Regions from separate parts of the Gossypium arboreum genome. Here region 2 is linked to region 1. Evidence: chromatin contacts called from public Hi-C data. All regions are on one chromosome and are shown on one strand. Each heading gives the region's core, a stretch centred on a gene start, on an enhancer-like site or on the middle of the called end of the contact. The rest is flanking DNA. Distances are from core to core; before and after follow the strand shown.

Region 1 (4,835 bases), core at 1,060-3,559:
TTTTAATGTGAACCACTTGGTCCAAGATGGTGTTTAATCATAAAATTAGCATTAGCGGATGATAATTGTCACTATTATACATCATGTAATCTCTTAAACAATCCAGATTATCAATGGAAAATTCCAGTGTAGTGGCTATTTCTTTGACATTGACACTGCTGTTGTCTGACACTCGGCCTTGCCTCCCTGACATTAATTTTTGGTTCAGGCGGCATCCAACTCCCACCAGAGAAATGCTTGAACCTTTGTTGTGCACTGCTGCTGCCATTGGACTCGAATTGGATGTTTCATCATCAAAGGCATTGGCTGATTCCCTTGACCGTGCTGTGGTATGGTTCCTATTCATTATATATTTGTCTGACAGTTCAGCTGACTTACCACCTCAGATGATTCCTTTTCTTGACATTTCTTCATCCAACTTCTTGCTTGTCTGGCTTCTTTTCTTTTTTTCCCATTTTTGCTACTTGGGACATGTTCATGTATTTGTTTGGCCTCTCTCTTTCATAGTTGATTCTTACATCTGAGAAAAATTGCCTTGCAGCGTGATGATCCTTACTTTAATAAGTTGATTCGGATACTGGCAACTAGGTGTATGACACAGGTAAAGTTAGCTAGGAAATTTTTTCAATCTCCAGATGATTTTGACCTACGCACTTTTTAACTTGGTACTAATTTGCCTTGGTTTCAAATTAGGCTGTTTATTTTTGTAGTGGGGATCTCAGCCCCTCAGAATATCATCATTATGGCCTTGCTGCGCCCCTATATACTCATTTCACTTCTCCTATTAGGAGATATGCAGGTTTGTGAACAAAAATTTCTTTGTTACTTTACCTTTTCTTGCTGATGTATACTTGATGATACTATTGATCAAGTATGGAACCTTCCTTGCAGATGTGATTGTGCACAGGTTGCTTGCTGCATCTCTAGGGATCGATAAGCTTCCACCAGTTTTCCAGGACAGATCTCAACTAACTAGCATTGCTGATAGTAAGTTTTTTTTTCCTTTCATACTGTTTTTGAGGCTCCCATGGATTTGGGTAACAAACTTCACATACCCATGATATCCATTCTCAGCTTCCTATGCATTTTACCTGTTTCAGATCTGAATTATCGACATAGGAATGCCCAAATGGCAAGCAGGGCCTCTGTTGAGCTCCATACTCTCATTTACTTCAGAAAACGGTAACTGCCTTGGCCTCTCCCATGGAATTGAAACTGCCTTCTATAGAGCATAATGAATAATTGCTCATGTTTTGAATTTATTTTTTTATCTTATGCTGCAGGCCCACTGACACAGAAGCCAGAATAGTGAAGATAAGGTCCAACGGGTTCATTGTGTTTGTGCCCAAGTATGAACTTAGATCCTTTATGCTGGATTATCTGTATATGTTCCTCGTGTCTTTCTTTTTCTATCTGCTGTGTCTAGGCGAGAAAAGATAATGTTTTGGCATTTGTGTTTGTTGGGTAGAGAAAAATGTAACATGAGTGTATGTTATATAAAACGAACAGATATGGAATAGAAGGCCCGGTGTACTTGACAGGCAGAGGAGAGAAGGGAAGCGGGGAGTGGCATGTGGACGAGCAGCAGCAGAAGATTGTAAAGATGGACAATAGTAATAGTAATATCCTTTCCTACAGTGTACTGCAATCAGTGAGGATCCACATGGAGGTTGTGGAACCCCAACCCAACCGCCCTAAACTGCAGCTTACTCTTATTACCTAGAAGTAGAAGATAACATCAACATGCACAAAGGAGGAGCTTTTATTAGGTCATATAGAGTGTTGTATTATTATATAAGATGCAAATGGAATGAATCTTGTTGTGGTAATTATAGTAACTGGCCTTTGGTTTGGGTTAACTGATGTTGGATTGACACAAGAAACATTTTTGTTCATGGAGTGAGTGTTCCTATTTCTATATGTTATTTTTGCAATAACAAAAAGAATGTATAAATAAACTAACACAACTTGTTATTACTGCTAGATAGTAGAAAAATGCATTGGGAGGGCGACAAAAAAGTAGAACTAACCAGGTGGATGTGCATTTTGATTATTTTATGCGTTGATGCATCGAACATGTGGGACCCAGGAAACTGCAATGAAATAAATGTCCTAAACTGACCTTAATCAACGCCCATAAAATACATCTCCCCACGCCCATAAAATACATCTCCCCACCCACCCCCCGCCCTTTTCTTTCATTGGTTTTGATTTCACATGATTCGTGAATGTGGGTCACATGGCATTGGCAGAGAACCCCCCTTCTAACGTTCTACCATCATCATACCATGTCATCTCTCACCTATCGCAATTTACAGAAAAGCCCATTTCCCCGTTTCCAATCTCAAATTGCAGCAAGAAATGCAACGCAAAGTGTATATATATTTTTTTCTTTTAAAAAAAAAATAAGGGTAGAGATAGATAAAATAACAGTTAAGAGAATGAATAGGAAAAATAAATTTTTATTTTTTTATTTGTAATTTAGTGGACTCAGATAATAAGATGATTGATATATTATTAGCAAGTAAAAATGGTAATAGTGAGGATAATGATGGAGTGAGTATGCATGCATGATGATGGATGAAGCATAGAGGTGAAGACCAAAGAGGGAAGGATGTAGTGTGTCCTTTTGTGGTGCTTCCATTGTATGAAGTAAGAAATGAAGTCAAATTAATAGGCAGGCAGCCTCCTTAAGGCTCAAACTCATTGAGTGTCACCTCATCCCCCGGTCCGATTCCGATGTCTCCCCACATTTCCCTCCTTTGTCAGAAATCCAACACACACACACACTTTTAATTTAATAGAAATACTATTAATTTTTTCAAAAATAAAATTAAAAAAAAAAAAGAAGACGACGACGAGCATAGCAGAGCAGAGCAGGAGACAGACATCTGTAGCAGATCACACAACACCGCCCTCGCCTCCTCCCCTACCTTTCACTTTGAACCCATTTCCCATCTACATTACCATCCCCCATTTGGAGACCTCAGTCACTCGGATCTCCGCCCATGGCTGCAGCCCTCGAGTGCTGGTCCAGCCGAGCCACCACCGCCGATGACGACATGGTCGAGCAGGTTTTGATGCGCTCCAACGACAGATCCGAGGACACCTCCTCCTCCTCCTCCTCCTCTGCTTCTGCCAAACTTGAAGCCCCGTCCGCCAAGAACAAACGGTTCCAGAGGTTGAGCAGGAACGTCTCGGAGGCCATTGCCTCTCTCAAGAACTCTCTCAATCTCGACACTTCCTCCCCACGTGATCAGCTTCCTCCTCCCGTTCCTTCTGTCCCTTCATCTTCCTCCAAGGCCGACGTTTGCCGGAAAGTGGTCTGGGGTACCGTTGTACGGAACTTGACTCAGCTTTATCCTGGAAGCCAGTTGCCTGAGAAGCTTGTCTCCAATATCCGCAAGCATTATGATTCCTTGCCTCTCAGGTCCCCTTCCCTTCCCTTGCCTCTTCTTTCTTCCTACTCAGTTTAGGGTACTCTGAAAATTGCAACAACAATCAACAGGATCGTAAAAGCAGTTTCCTATCAGCATGGGTTTTTTCATTTTTGTTTTTCCTTGACTTTCAAACAGTGAAAGTTCGGGTTTCTTATAATTATTTTTACTATTATTATTTTCTTCAAATGTTTAAAGTGGCCTTGCCTTAGTTACTGCTGAAATGTTCTAGTTCTTCGTCCCCCCAATTATGCTTTTCTTTTTTGTAATTTTCTTTTGATTGGGTATTATGTTGACAGTTATGCACAGGCGGGATTTGATATGAAAGAAGTATTTCTACATATAAAATTGATAGAACAGGCATCAGGGGATGATCACCCTGCTATATTTATTCAGCAAACTTCTGATGATGAGGTACAAGGTTGCGTGTTTAAGCTCACATTTGCTTGTAATTCTTCCTTTTCTTGGTCTGCCATGTCTGGTGCTCTTGATTCTGCTTCCATCTGTTGCAAGAAGATACAGATATTTGAGAAGAAAGGGTTCACCCTTGGAATTATTCTCTTCTTGGTTCAATCCGCCCAAGACAAGTTTTTTAAATCCCATGTCGAGAGTGCCCTCAAATCTGCTCTTCGGAAGCCCAAGACGACCACTGTTAAACTACCATTTGGACTTTGTGGATGTCAGGAGGAGAGTACTAAAGGGAGAGATTTTGGGGAAATTGAAGAAGAACCAAGTGAGCAAACTCACAGAAATGGGATTGAAAATCCAAATGCCAGGATTCAGCTTCCAATGCCTCTGCCCTCTTCATCGTTTGTCGTATTGGTTGATGAATGGCAAACTATTCAATCAGGGGCAGACGAGATTGGGAAATGGCTATTGAACTCTGAAAGTCTTGAGTTTATTGATCAGATTGCACCCAACTCTTTTAAAGGCGTCTACAAGGGTAAACGTGTTGGAATCGAAAAGCTTAAAGGATGTGACAAGGGGAATTCTTATGAGTTTGAACTTCGAAAAGATCTCTTAGAGCTTATGACTTGTGGGCATAGGAACATTTTGCAATTCTATGGTGTTTGTGTCGATGAGAATAATGGTTTGTGCGTCGTGACAAAGTTGATGGAAGGTGGATCAGTCCATGATTTGATGCTGAAGAACAAGAAGCCTCAGATTAAGGAGATAATGAGGATTGCTGCTGATGTAGCAGAAGGAATCAAGTTTATGAATGATCATGGTGTTGCATACAAAGACCTTAACACACAGAGGATTCTACTAGATAAGCATGGTAATGCATGCTTGGCGGACATGGGTATAGTCACTGCTTGCAAGAGTGTTAGTGAAGCAATGGAGTATGAAACCGATGGCTACCGTTGGCTTGCTCCTGAGGTTTGCATCACCTTACTT
Region 2 (4,835 bases), core at 765-3,264, 150 kb after region 1:
AAGTTGTGTGATGGTTTTTGGCAAATCAATATAAAAACTTACTGCACCAAGTGTCGGCGGCGCCATCAGCTCTTTTAAGATCTGACGAAGAAAGGCCACCACGTTAACCCACAACAATCCCTTCCCTTCTTGCTTTGGTCTACTTTCTTGTGATACAATCTGCAACAACAATCATTTGTAAGGCCAAGACTAGAGAGAGTTAATGAATTAAGAGTAGTGCCACCACTTTTTAATTATATCCTCTCTACTTTCTACTTTATATCTTAATTATTTGTATAAAAAGGCAAGGCTACCCACTGCATGTTGCTCTGGATCTTCAACTTCCTTTGTTGCCACTGTTGTTATAGCACCTTCCTCGTTTCTTTCTTTCAGAAGCTGAGATTGGGCGGTGGCATCCAAGTTGTTGTTGGCTTCTACTTTTGAAACGAATTCCTCAGCTGCTTCAAGTGCTTTGGATTTCACTGCTGAAGATTTTATCATTTGGTAACTGATTGTCCATATGTAGAAACCACCAAGCTGCATTAATTACCCAAATTAAAGCACATGTGAATATGATTAATCAGTCCTTCTGTAGGCTTGAAATAACCACGTGTAATTACCGCCATGGAGAAAGATGCATAGGAGAGTCCAACTGAGTTGCAAACATCACGGTTTCCAAATGGGCTTCTATCTTCATTGCAGACTGCAGGGACAAGTATAAGGAGAAGATTTCCCACGTTCCCTAGAAATAATTTCAACTACAACTTAGTCACATGTAGGGAAAAAGGGGGCCTTGAAAGTTCTTTCAAGTTTCGACCATACCAGCTGAACATGTCGCAATAATAAGACCTTCCAGATGGGGCTTTGGTCTCAGTATCTTAACCACAAACCATCCCACTATTCCTCCCACTAGAAAGGTGATTCCCATGTTTACAGGCATAAACCACCTGTGAGTTGATTGATGATCAAACACATTGAAACCAAGCCATCAAAGTCTATATGCATGTATGTAAGTATCCTACCATGAAATAATGTCTTGGAGCGTGACGGTCTTGGCCAGACTTGCAAACATGAGCGAGGGGGTAAACACAACGAACACAAGCTGCGTTTAATCACATAACATAAACAAATCTAAGAACTGAAGAAGATATTATGATGATATTACAGTCAAGTTAACTAATTAGCATGAAAAAAGCCTACTTATGCTGCCTTTAATCGCCTATAGAAACGATTATTCATGAAAATAGTCAAGTAATTAGTACCTTATTCAAGGATCTGCGAGTGTCTTCTGGGAAAAGCTTGCAGTAATCAGTCGCCAGGAAAGCGCCTAACAAACTGATTATAAGTACTTGCAAGATAGGCATGGAAGCAACCTCGAACAATGTCCAGAAACCCATGTTTTTAATTTGTTTATATATGATAGATGAGAGTGAGTGAGACAGAAAATGTATTTGGTGCAGTGCAGCAGCCCTCTTTCAATGATGATGAGTATGGTTTGTGTAGCTGCAGGTTTGCACAAATGAATATATGTGAGGCTAAAACAACAGAAGAGGAGGAAAAGGAAGGGAGGGCACATACAGATAGATACAGTGCAATGCAATGCAATGGGTGCGAGATAACATTAAGCGGAGATGTACGGTTACAATGACGTTAAAAAAGGAAAACAAAAAATTAAGTTGGGGAGATAAATGAAAGAAAGGTATTTTGATTTGATTTGTTGGTGTAGGGTAATAGAGAAGGAAATTGGAGTTAAGTAAAAGACATATGAACCAATGTGGAGGAAAGATCGGTGAAGGTCACAACTGATTGTAATTTAGCTGCCTGCCCTCCTTACCCTTTTCCCTTTGTGTAATTGTGTCGTTGCTATGGGATTGCTAAATAGGTTTGGATGCTTTTAATTCTTACAACAAGATGAAGGTAAGCTTGGAGGCGGATTGTTATGTCAATCTAACAAGATTGTAGAGGAAGGAGATGAAAAAGCAAAAATGGCCTGGAGAAAGGATAAAAGCTATGGTTCAAGGTAAGTATCTTATAATATTCTACCATATTGGTAGGTCCTATTAATGCTGGATGGTCAGGACCAATAATAAAAAAATGATAGCAACTGGAAACAGCGTGAAGATCAATGATAGTTAGGATAAGATTACATAATCATGGACAAACAATGTCCTTAATTTTTCTTTTACATTATTTTTTTTCAAAATCAGAATATCAACTATATGTAATAGTAATTATTTTCTTGTCGTAGATGCTTTTCAAAGAGATAAACGTTTGACCATAAAATGTGCTCTATCCTCATGAGCGAGATCGAATCCTCGATCACATGGTTAAAGTGTGAGTTGAGCAAGCACCATACCGCATCTTATTGTAAAGTCAACCAAAAGGATAGTACCCACAAAATAGGGTAAATAACACTATTGGTCACTAAACTAAAAAATGTACAATTTAATCACTGAAATATTCAAAAAATTTTATTTAATTCACTAGGTTTTTCAATTGATGCTATATGATTTTCTCTGTTTATACTACTTACACCAATCGAAATTTTCTCTCTTCTTCTATAGTTCTATTTTTCTTTCATGAAACAACTTTGGACATCATGAATTTATAAACCAAAATTCAAATAGCTTTTTTCCTCGATCTCTGACGCTGACCAATAGATCAACTTGGATCTAAAATACGTTCTTCTATTCATCGATGGGTACTGATCCACCGTACTGATCATCAAATTATTGTTTGAAGCTTGTTGGTGAAGCTTTTTTTCTTTAAATTAATAGCCCAATGACTTAAATTAAAACTTTTAAATAATTTAATGACTTAAATGAAAACTTTCGAATAATTCAATGATCAAATTGTAACTTTTTTAATTAAATCATCAAAATAAAAATTTAAACATAATTTAGAGACTAATTGTACAATTTACCTAAAAAATAAAATTAGCGAAAAGGACGCTTTTTAAGCCAACTGTCAAACATCGAAGGCATAAATGAAAAATGGTCGCTTGCTGTTATCTATTCAATTTCTTAACGATGGATGCGCGCTATTTGTTGAGTGTCAATTAATTGCTTTAATTACTCCTAATTCCGGCTTTTTCTTCTACTAATGTTAAAGAATTAATTATTTATGAAAATGATTCAAGTAAAAATTTATTTATGTAAATAATCTATTTTTCATAATGATTATTAATGTCGCTTGATATATCGATAGCATCATTTCTTTATCATTAGTTAATTATCAATTTTTTAAAATGTTTTTTGATTGTTATTATTGTATCGTGCAACACCTGTATATATTTTTAAAATACCTATTAATGGGTATTTAAGGAGAAAAAATAAAAATATATATTTTAATACTTAAGAAGAAACAGTTGAAATAGAAAAAAACCAAAAAATAAAGGGAAAATATGTGATCGATGTCTACTTTATAGGTGGTTTTGTCTTTTGGCTTGTTAGTGTCACCATCAGTGAGTGAAATAATGTTTAAAAATAATAATATTAGATGAGATGAGAATGAGAAATAAATATATATGGGAGAAGATAAAATAGACGAAAGAGGAAAGTCAAATATATGAAAGGAAAAGAATAACATATATGTAAAATAAGGATATAAAATGGAATTGAATATTTTATGGAAAATAAGAATCAAGTATGGCAAAGGAAAGAGAATAACAAATATGCAAAAAAGAGATTTTCCATAAAATATTAAATTATAGAGCACAAAAAAATATTTTTTTAAAAAATTGATGATTGGCTAATGATAAGGGAGCGATGTCACCGGTATGTCAAGTGGCATTGGCGGTCACTGTGGAAAACGAGTCATTTATATACATAAGTTTTGACTTGTGTCATTTTTGTAAATAATTAATTTTATTGAGTCAATTAAATTAAAAAAACCCTTAATTCCTCAACAACTAGATAAAAGCATAATAATTTGTAAAAGATTTGATAAAAACACCTTTACAATTAAACTCCATGTGATAGCCTGATGGTCAAAGATGTTCACCGCTCTAGATGTGACTTGAGTTTAAATCCCGTTAGTCGCGTTTCTTATTCGGACTTTATCTTATTATTGTATTTTGTCAAAAAAAATAAAACATTTTTACAACTTCATTTTAATTTTAAAAAATTTGGTCCATCTGACAAAATAATTAAGTCCTTATTGTTTTCAAAATGAGCAAATAATGGTAATTTCAAGTGGTGTTGAATATAATTTTTTAAAAAATTTATATAATATAAAAAATTTCTTTAAAAATTTCTAAAATCCAAAAATAATAAAAATAATAAAATTTGAAAAAAGTTAAACATTATAAAATTAAAGTTTTAAATATTATCTAAAAATCCAAAAAGATAAAGTTAAAAATTAATAAAATTTCCAAAGCTTAAAAGTACAAAATTTAAAAACATTTTCAAAATACTAAATAATTCATTTTTATATTTCAAATAGATATTTACCGTGCTAGATCTGTCTAAGGGTCAAGTAGTCCATCCGCCCCAATAGTCTCGGTCCAATTTGGCCGAGCTTGGATAAAGATTTTCACACTTCAGACTAGCTTGGCTCGAATTCAATTCAAATAGTAAAAAAAAGTTTAAATTTAAATTTAATTATAAAAATTAATTTAATATATGCTTTTTAATATTTTATTATTATTTGAATAGTGAAATGGACTTTTTAAATGGATCAACTCGAAAATAGGCTTAAACTTGAAAAGTTTTTGTAGAACCAAGCCTTCACTTAACTCCACCTATGTTAATGTCTAACTTGTACAAATCAATGATGGGAAATAAGAATAAATCAAAATTTGATGATTGGAGTTAACTCACCAAAAAGGATAGAAGAGAATCTAAAATTCAAACAAA

The links. Hi-C and Micro-C count contacts between places; a contact is called where the count stands out from the background.
Region 2: a Hi-C map of leaf shows a contact between it and region 1, with 4 times the contacts expected there. The contact joins the promoter of LOC108482932 here to the promoter of LOC108483824 in region 1. A contact is called at or near these places in 2 of 5 Hi-C or Micro-C datasets (both in leaf).

What each region holds. Positions count from the first base shown.
Region 1 is chr7:34,303,729-34,308,563 of ASM2569848v2, forward strand. It overlaps LOC108483824 (receptor like protein kinase S.2-like), which reads left to right and starts at 2,310. Exons shown (of 3, transcript XM_017787417.2): 1 at 2,310-3,430; 2 at 3,737-4,817. The coding sequence starts at 3,009. It overlaps LOC108483498 (exosome complex exonuclease RRP44 homolog A), which reads left to right. Exons shown (of 24, transcript XM_017786939.2): 18 at 209-329; 19 at 542-601; 20 at 694-799; 21 at 892-987; 22 at 1,101-1,182; 23 at 1,284-1,349; 24 at 1,510-1,967. The coding sequence ends at 1,723.
Region 2 is chr7:34,452,212-34,457,046 of ASM2569848v2, forward strand. LOC108482932 (protein PIN-LIKES 7-like) reads right to left here and starts at 2,015. Exons shown (of 10, transcript XM_017786060.2): 1 at 1,814-2,015; 2 at 1,242-1,482; 3 at 1,002-1,081; 4 at 802-926; 5 at 600-721; 6 at 298-516; 7 at 43-159. The coding sequence starts at 1,376.